2 separate regions of the Sus scrofa genome follow, and region 2 is linked to region 1. A link is a contact called in public HiChIP or PLAC-seq data. All regions are on one chromosome and are shown on one strand. Each heading gives the region's core, a stretch centred on a gene start, on an enhancer-like site or on the middle of the called end of the contact. The rest is flanking DNA. Distances are from core to core; before and after follow the strand shown. Region 1 overlaps FGGY (FGGY carbohydrate kinase domain-containing protein). Region 2 overlaps FGGY (FGGY carbohydrate kinase domain-containing protein).

Region 1 (4,554 bases), core at 884-3,383:
TCTATAACACTCCATTGGCCTGCAAGCTCTGAGAACCCAAAAGCAGAACTACAGATAAAGGAGGACCTCACTTTTCCTTCTCTTTTTCCTTGGGTGTTAATCAGTCCAGGGCGTTGAGGTCCTCCCTGGTCTTTTCTTCTGGTGGTAGATAGTCTATGCCCCCACTTCCTAGTATCTGATGCCAAGGAGCAGGCTGTTTGAAGCTAGCTCTGGCTCAGAGAAATTTAAATGCAGTGGCATGAGTACAACCTGACTTATCCTCCGTTCTGCCATTTGGTGAATTGGTGATCAGGAATTTGGTGACCTTGGGCATGGCCTACCCTTTTTGAATCTCATTCTTCTTATCTATAAACAGGGATCGTGGTACCTGCCTTGCAAGCTTATTGGGAGAGTCCTATTAAACATTTTTTCCAAACTAGCCTGATTATAGGAATCACCTGGATCATTTGCTCAAATGCTGGACCCCCAGACTTCCAGTTTTAAGCCTACTGAATTAGAATCTCCTTACCTGGAAAGTTGTTGTTTAACAAGTCCCCCAGGTGGTTGTTTGGTCAGTAAGTTGGGACAACATTGCCTAACAGAATATACATGAAAGTAAGATGTGACTGTAAGATGGTCCACACCTGTGAAGGATTGGAAGATTTTTTTTTCTTTCTTTTTTTTTTTTATTGAAGTATAGTTGATTTACAAAGTTGCATTTGTTTCTGTATACAGCAAAGTGGCTCAATTATACATATATATTCTATTTTTTCTTTTTTCCCATTAGAATTTTTTTTAAATTAAAGTATAGTTGATTTACAACATTTTTTCCGTTTCTGCTGTACAGCAAAGTGACCCAATCACACGCAATTCCCTGTGCTGTACAGTAGGACCCAGGATTGGAAGTATTTTAATTAAAAAAAATTTTTTTTATTACTCAGTGAATTATCACATCTGTAGTTGTATAATGATCATCACAATCCAATTTCACAGGATTTCTATCCCACAACCCAAGCACATCCCCCCACCCCCAAAACGGTCTCCTCCAGAGACCTTAAGTTTTTCAATGTCTGTGAGTCTGTGAGTCTGTTCTGCAAAGAAGTTCAGTCTGTCCTTTTTTTTCAGGAAGTATTTTAAAAGGTCAAATGGGAGTTCCTGTTGTGGCTTAGTGGTTAACAAATCCAGCTAGGAACCATGAGGTTGCAGGTTTGATCCCTGGCCTCACTCAGTGGGTTAAGGATCTGGCGTTGCCATGAGCGGTGGTGTAGGCCGGCAGCTTTAGCTCTGAATAGACCCCTAGCCTGGGAACCTCCATATGCCACAGGTGCGGCCCTAAAAAGACAACGAATAAATAAATAAACAAAAAGTCAAATGAATAGGGTGAATTAAATGGACAGCTTCTGGTTGGCCAATCAGAACAAGGTTGGGGGCATCCATCCCACTATGACAAGCTCACATCCTGAGGAAGCAGAATGTTTAATGCTCATCAGCGATTCATTAACTGTCCCGTTACCCCTGCCATTTTTTGAAAATTTTCTAATAACTTTGTCCTTTCTTTTTTTTTTTTTAATTATACTTGATTTACACTGTTCTGTCAATTTCTGCTATGCAGCAAAGTGTCCCAGTCATTCGTGTGTGTGTGTGTGGTGTGTGTGTGTGTGTGTGTATCTGTACATACATTCTTTTTCTTACATTATCCTCCCCATCACAAGTAACTAGATATAGTTACCTGTGCTATTCGGCAGCCCTGCCATCTTTTTTTTATTGGCTGTGGCACTCAATGAGTCATTCTACTTTCCTTAGTAGGAATTTGCCGTCCCCTCCCCTGCCCTTGCCATACTGGCCAGCACCTTCCAGAGGCCTCCCCACCAGCTTCCCTCTCCTCTAGGGCAGAGCCTGTGGACCTTGGGCACCAGGCACCAATTTCCTCTGATAAAGATGGTTGCCCTCTCCCTGGGCAATTACCAGTCTTTCTTTCCTGTTGTTTCCTCAGTCTCTTCATTCTTTCTCTCTTCTCATTTCAACCTGCATCATCATCATCATCATCATCTCTCTTGATTGAATATAATAGGGAAGAGGGAGTAATTGCCCCATGGGGTTATTGTATAGACTGACTGAGGGAGGTGATGGAAAATTTCTCAACACAATGCTGAGAAACTTTTTGCAAGACTTAGCTATTTCATTTCTTTTCTCTATGGATTTTGACAAGGAGTCTTTGCATTACGTTTCTGTCATCATGGAAAGCAGGAAGTCCTTGTAGTCAGACTGACCTGGGTTCAGTGGCTCTGCTGTGTACTCTCTGCAATTCTGGAGTAAATTACCTTTCCCCGCCCCCAACCTCACCCAAGCCCAGGTCCTCATCTGGATGTCCCCAGGGTTACAGGTGCTGTGGATAAAATGTGTAACACATAGTATTTAAACAACTCACAGTTCTTTTAATGACCTCCCCCCACCCTCAGCCCATCTGTCCCATCTTCTAGAATAAGGAAAAGGAAGGTCTGAGTCTGAATGCGCCAATGCCAAAAAAAATCTGGGCAGTGGAACATGAACTTGGCATCCTCTGGGCCAAGGAGCGGTTCAAATTTGGTGTTTATTTGGCTCTTATTGTGATTGTTTTGGGAGGCTTTGGGGAAATGGATGCCAGAAAAGCTAGGAGGTATTTTTTTTCTCCCCCTTTCTATTTTTCATTTTATTATTCTAGTGGAGTCATGGCTGAAAAGTGATCAGATTTCACCTTGTCTTAAGTCTTCAGACTTGTTTTTGGCAGTGACAATGTGTAAGAAGTCTTCTTCCTCCTCCTCTTATCTGGTTTACTCTCCTGATCACCCTCCCCTTTATTTATTGTTCTTATACTCCAAAATATGATAGCTACTCTTGTGAGAAAAAAGAATGTATACATGTATGTGTGACTGGGTCACCTTGCTGTGTAGTAAAAATTGACAGAACACTGTAAACTAGTTATAATGGGGAAAAGAAAAACATTATTAAAAGAAAAAGAAAATCACCCCTTTGGCCTATGATTAATTTGTAATTCAGTTCCATTTTTTTTCATTACATTGATAAAAATAATCATTGCCATTTTCGTTAATATAATAATTATGTAATAACAGCAACAGTCATTTGTTGAGGGCATTCTCTATACCTTTGCTAGCATTTTAATAAATGTGAACCCCATTAGTCCTCCTGACCATCAGTTAAAGCACATGGTGCTATCACTGTTTGCAATTCAAGAACTGAAGTTCAGTGTTTGAGGAATTTGCCACGTCCTATCCTTTAGTGAATAACAGTCCAGAGTTTTGGTAACATGAGAAATGGGAAGTCAGAAATTGGAATAATAAAATTGTGTACAATCAGACAAAATCTTATTCATATTTATAAATCCTTTCCTCTAAAGAGATTTGAAGTGACTGGTACTAGGAGAAGATAAAAACAGTGATAGAAATACTTTAAAAATCACAATGGAGTGAACATATTAATAGAATAACTAAGGGTGAAGCCAAGAGCTTCATAAAAAGTATGGTCTTCATAATTACTAATAAATTTGTTTCTACACTTCCTAGTGGCTAAAAAAAAGGTGAGAAAACAATCGAGATTGACTGCATGAATATATAAGAGGAACTTAACTAACTCAGGAGAGGAACTTCTGTCACTGGGATCTGAGAAAAATTTCTTCTAGATTATTAAGGGTTGGGAGTATTCTGTAAATTATCTAAAGGTATGTCCTTTCAAATCAGTTGGAACCTTCCTACTCTGTGGTGGGAATATAAACTGGTACAGCCACTATGGAGAATAGTATGGAGCTTCCTTAAAAAACTGAAAAATAGAGTTGCATATGATCCTGCAATCCCACTCCTGGGCATTTATCCAGAGAAAACCATAATTTGAAAAGATACTTGTACCACAGGCTTCACAGAGCACTATTTACAATAGCCAAGACACGGAAGCAATCTAAATGCCTATTGACAGAGGAATAGATAAAGATGTGGTACATATATATAAAATGGAATTTTACTAATCCATAAATAAGAATGAAATAATGCTATTTGCAGCAACATGCATGGATCTAGAGATTATCATGCTAAGTTAAGTAAACCAGAGAAGGACAAATATCATGTGACATCATTTATATATGGAATCTAAAAAAATGATAAACAGAACTTATTTACAAAACAGGAATAGACTCACAGACATAGAAAACAAACTTATGGTTACCAAAGGGGAAGGAGGGAGGGAGAGATAAATTAGGAGTTTGGGATTAACAAATACATACTACTATATGAAATAGATAACCAACAAGGACCTACTGTATAGCACATGGAACTATACTCAATATTTTGTAATAATCTATAAGGGAAATAATCTGAAAAAATATATATCACTTTGCTGAACACCTGAAACTAACACACCATTGTAAATTAGCTCTGCTTCAATTAATTTTTTTATTTATATATATATTTTTTCTACTGTACAGCCTGGTGACCCAGTTACACATGCATGTATACATTCTTTTTTCTCACATTACGTGTTTCATCATAAGTGACTAGACACAGTTCCCAGTGCTACACAGCAGGATCC
Region 2 (5,084 bases), core at 782-3,281, 190 kb after region 1:
AAAGGTAATACTATTCAGATTAAGCAATAGTCAAATGTCATTAGAGGGTAGTAGCCTAAAATGACCCAGTAGAGTTCATTTCTTCATCTGAGAAATGATAGAATTGAGGTCAGAGAAATTACAGAGCTAGGACTTGCAGGGGAATCCAGATCTGGCTGGTCTCCTGGCTTTTGTATTCATTCCTCGAAAATGTTAACATGGTACCAGAGGTATATCCCACTGTCCTATCCAGGACTAGGTCCAGCTTCAAGCTCTGCTTTCAGAAAAAAAAACTGTTATAACCAGGAAGGAAGCATGTAATACACAGCTGCAATATTTAAGAGAAACTGGGACCCATGACCAAAGTTTGGGATGGTTAAGAGATGGCTAATTGTAAATAATCCTGCAGTCCGGCTTCTGGGTGTATATCTAGAGAAAACTATAATTCGAAAAGATACATGCAACTCAGTGTTCCTAGCAGCACTATTTATAATAGCCAAGACACGGAAACAACTTAAACTTCTGTCAACAGAGGATTGGATAAAGAAGATATGGCACATATATACAATGGAATATTACTTAGCCACAAAAAAGAATGAATAATGTCATTTACTGCACTGTGGATGGACCTAGAGATTATTATACTAAGTAAATTATGTAAGGTCTAATATTATATGATATAACTTATACATGGAATCTAAATTATACAAATGAAATTATTACAAAACAGAAATAGACCCACAAATAGAGAAAACAAACTTGTTACCAAAGGGGTAAGGGGTGGGGTTAGAATAAATTAGGAGTTTAGGATTAATTTATACATTCATAAAATAGATAACCAAGGACCTATTGTATAGCACAGGGAACTCTACCCAGTATTTTGTAGTAACCCATAAGAGAAAAGAATCTGAAAAAGACTAGATATATATGTATGTAAAACTGAATCACTTTACTCTGCACCTGAAACTAACACAGCATTGTAAATCAACTATACTTCAGTAAAAAATTTGAAAAGAGATAGGCTAGTTTTAACTGTTTAAAGGAAACCTTATGCATTGGCTTAATTTTCTTGTTTGTTAAAGTTTTTGTGGTCCTAAAATGACTAACTCTTTCTTAGTGCTTTAGAGTTTGTAAAAATGCCTTGTGGCTATGATACTCAGAATAGCTAAGACAGAGCAGGTGTTGTTTTCCTTTTTCAAATAAGGCTCAAAGAAACTGAGTGATTTGTCCAAAGTCCTGCAGCTACCAAGGGTTAGGGCCAAGACTCAATACATATGTGAGCAAACCCCAAGCCATTTTTGCTGCTTAGTTAGTTCCTCTCCGTTGACTCAAATTGAAGGATCCTGCAGTTGGGAAAAGTCTGGTTCATCACAGGAGGGGCTCCTGACTCTGGGTCACTAGTCCCCACTATGATTGTAAATTCTTCATGAAGCTGCCAGCCACCCCATTCTCAATGTCCTTAAAATGTTCCTGGAGATCTCCTTCAAAATGCAGTTCTTCAAGTGCTGCTGTCATGGGGCGTGAATCTTGCTGGGAGGAGTATACGCAAATCTGTCATATCAGTAGATGCCCAACTGATTCTCATCAGGGACTATGGCTTTAAGCTCCTTTGGAGTCGAAATTATATCTCTCCACCATTGTTTTCAAGTGCCTATCAGAGTACCTTGTACATAGAAGTTACTCTAAATTTACACTAGATGAACGGAAGAGTGAAAGAAATGAATGTAAAAGTTGTGTAGAATGTGGTAAATTCATGTGGACGGTCTGTCAGTTCCTGTGGTTTGTGTCACACTTGGAGATTTCTTGAGTCTCCATCCATTCAAAGGAAGCCTCTCTTGGTAGCTTAGGTCTAGATTGAAAAGTCAGGACTTGGAGAGAGTACCTTGTAGAATGTGCCAACAGTTAGGGATTGTAGGATTCTTATCTTCTTGTGAAAAGCAGGACAGAGTGAAACAGTTGAGGGACCCTATTTGCAGCTTTGTGCAGACAGACTCAGAAACCAAAGCACAGACACAGCAGGATGCAACAGGAAACCACAGAGGCCTAAGACTTTCAGTGTAAATAGGAAGTCAGAGTTTACTTTTGAACCCACAGTGCCGAGCTGAATTGCAATGTTTAATCCAGCTCTCTGCCCAGCCCTTTTTGAGCTCAGGCACAGATGAAAAATGATGCCACTTGGGTAAAAGCATTTTCAAATGTTTGTTCTTTTTTTTAAGATTTTTTTATTTTTTCTATTATAGTTGATTTACAATGTTCTGTCAATTTCTGCTGTACAACAAAGTGACCCAGCCACACCTACATAAATACATTCTTTTTCTCACATTATCCTCGATCATGTTCCATCACAAATGACTAGATATAGTTCCCTGTGCTATATAGCAGGATCAAATGTTTGTTCTGATCAGGGCTTGGAGCAAGCAGCTTTTATTTGTGCTGGTGAATAATTTGGGACACAGGTGCAATTTGGACTTGAAAGCATTAATTGGTCTCCCTGGTTTTCCCTGCAGTGATATCTGAAACCCCCATCTTCCTCTACAAAGTAATCTTAATCCACATATATTCATAAAGCATTTGCCATTGAGAGTCACCTGTCATATACCCCGTCTGCCGACCTTTGTGTCCAAGTGCACAGTGGTGAAACGTTGGTGGACACTTAATAAGTACTCTGTGCTTACTGGGTTGATACCATTACCATATTTGATTGCTACCATTGTGTTGGAAACTAATAAATAGGATACAGATGATCATCACCATGTTTTTTGTTTTTTTTTTTTTTTTTTTTGTCTTTTTTGTCTTTTTACCTTTTCTAGGGTCACTCCTGCAGCATATGGAGGTTCCCAGGCTAGGGGTGCAGTTAGAGCTGCAGCTGCCGGCCTACGCCAGAGCCACAGCAACGCGGGATCCAAGCCGCGTCTGCAACCTACACCACAGCTCACGGCAACGCCGGATCTTTAACCCACTGAGCAAGGCCAGGGATGGAACCCACAACCTCATGGTTCTTAGTCGGATTCGTTAACCACTGGGTCATGATGGGAACTCCCATCACCGTCTTGAGGTAAGGAAGATGTTACAGTGGTGGAAAAGACATGGGTTTTGAAGTCAGACCTGTGTTCACATCCGAAATTCTTAAACTTCTTGGAGTTCCCATCGTGGCGCAGTGGTTAACGAATCTGACTAGGAACCATGAGGTTGCAGGTTCCATCCCTGGCCTTGCTCAGTGGGTTAAGGATCCGGCGTTGCCGTGAGCTGTGGTGTAGTTTGCAGACGCGGCTCGGATCCCGAGTTGCTGTGGCTGTGGCTCTGGCGTAGGCCGGCGGCTGCAGCTCTGATTGGACCCCTAGCCTGGGAACCTCCATATGCCGCAGGAGTGGCCCTAGAAAAGGCAAAAAGACAAAAAAAAAAAAAAAAAAAAAAAAAAAATTCTTAAACTTCTTATCCAGAGTGCCTTCTTTTATTCAGCCATTGTTTTTGAGCTGCTACTATGTGCCAGACAATGGAGTGAAAAGGGTGAGCAAAGTAGACACAGACCTCACCGTCTAGAGGGAAGATGGATACTAAGCAATCACACAAATTTGCAAATACAGACCTTGGTAAGTGCTCCACACTCAGACCGTGCTGCTGGGAGTGTACACTGGTGTAATCACTGTGGAAAATTGTGAAGCGCTGTTTGAATATGCACATTCAGTTCCTGTACTCCACCAATTCCATTCCTAGGTAAAAACCTGGAGAAACTATTGTACCCATGCCCCAGTACGTACCCAGAGATAAGGACAAGAGTAGTCATAGCATTATTTTTCATAATAACCCCAAATTTGAAGCAATCCAAAGTTCCACTCTTCATTCTATAGTAATAGAATGACTATATTGTATTATATGCTTAGAGTGGTATACATACATAAATTGAAGGAACTACAGCTACATAGAAAAATGCAAATGAAGGAATTCCCTGGTATATCAGTGGGTTAAAGATCTGGCGTTGTCATTGCCATGGCTTTGATTAGTGCTGTAGCATGGATTTGATCCCTTGCCTGGAAACTTCTGTATGCTACAGGCGTGGCCAGAAAAAAAGAGAAAAATATAGATGAATTAAACAATTTTAAGTGAAAAAAACAGAACATGAAACAAATAAAAAATTATTCACGTAAAATTTATAAAGGGGCAAGAGAGGCAATGTATTTTAGGAATGTACATATAGGTGCTGAATCTAGAAAGACAAGTTAGGAAATAATGTTTTGCCACAAGTTTCAGAGCACTGGTTAAATACATGGCTGAGGTGTGTTGGTTGTTGATTTTTGGGGGTTTTTTATTGTTTGTTTTGTTTTGTCTTTTTGTCTTTTCTAGGGCTGCACCCGTGGCATATGGAGGTTCCCGGGCTAGGGGTCCAATAGGAGCTGTAGCCATGGCCTACGCCAGAGCCACAGCAACGCAAGATCCGAGCCGCGTCTGCAACCTACACCACAGCTCATGGCAACGCCAGATCCTTAACCCACTGAGCAAGACCAGGATCAAACCCGCAACCTCATGGTTCTAGTCAGATTCCTTAACCACTGAGCCATGATGGCAACTCGGAGATTTTTTTTTTTTAATTTTTTTAAATGCCTTCTCAGAGGGCTTTGTAGAACTGGCATTTACTGTGAAGGGTGGGTGAGTCTTTATTAGGAGTCTTTACATTATCCATGTGTTTTATACACTCTTCTGTATATATGATAGTTTAAGTGCTGTGAAGCCGAGGAACGGCCAGGTAGAACACAAAGCCAAGTGACTGATAAAGTTTGGTTGATCAGCCCCTGTAAGGCAGGGATGTTTGAGCTGAGATACTCTGATTAGGTTACTAAGCAGAATCTAGTAAGGAGCAAGGAGGGTTGTGAGTGGCAGAGGTCGAGAGGAAAGTGGTCCAGGGTCCTGCTGTATAACACAGGGAACTATGTCCAGTCACTTGTGATGGAACATGATGAAAAATAATGAGGAAAAGAATGTGTGTGTGTACATATATGTATGTTAGTATGTGTGTGTGTATATATATGTATGACTGGGTTACTTTGCTGGACAGCAGGAATTGGCAGAACAATGTAAATCAACTATAATTTTAAAAATTAGAAGAAAAG

The links. HiChIP or PLAC-seq counts read pairs in DNA pulled down with a chosen protein or histone mark.
Region 2: a contact with region 1 is called in an H3K27ac HiChIP or PLAC-seq map of alveolar macrophages. The contact joins two enhancer-like sites. A contact is called at or near these places in 2 of 2 datasets of contacts at active chromatin or transcription factors (alveolar macrophages and skeletal muscle).

Annotation. Positions count from the first base shown.
Region 1 is chr6:153,135,655-153,140,208 of Sscrofa11.1, reverse strand. The region is part of intron 5 of FGGY (FGGY carbohydrate kinase domain-containing protein); the gene reads left to right. Among named protein-coding and RNA genes, the nearest start is that of FGGY, 75 kb to the left of the region's middle. Within about 2 kb of position 2,133, at least 6 of the 83 cell types and tissues checked have an H3K27ac peak or open chromatin away from gene starts, as enhancers often do. A contact at or near this core is called in alveolar macrophages, where this site is marked.
Region 2 is chr6:152,940,883-152,945,966 of Sscrofa11.1, reverse strand. The region is part of intron 8 of FGGY (FGGY carbohydrate kinase domain-containing protein); the gene reads left to right. Among named protein-coding and RNA genes, the nearest start is that of HOOK1, 230 kb to the right of the region's middle. Within about 2 kb of position 2,031, at least 13 of the 83 cell types and tissues checked have an H3K27ac peak or open chromatin away from gene starts, as enhancers often do. A contact at or near this core is called in alveolar macrophages, where this site is marked.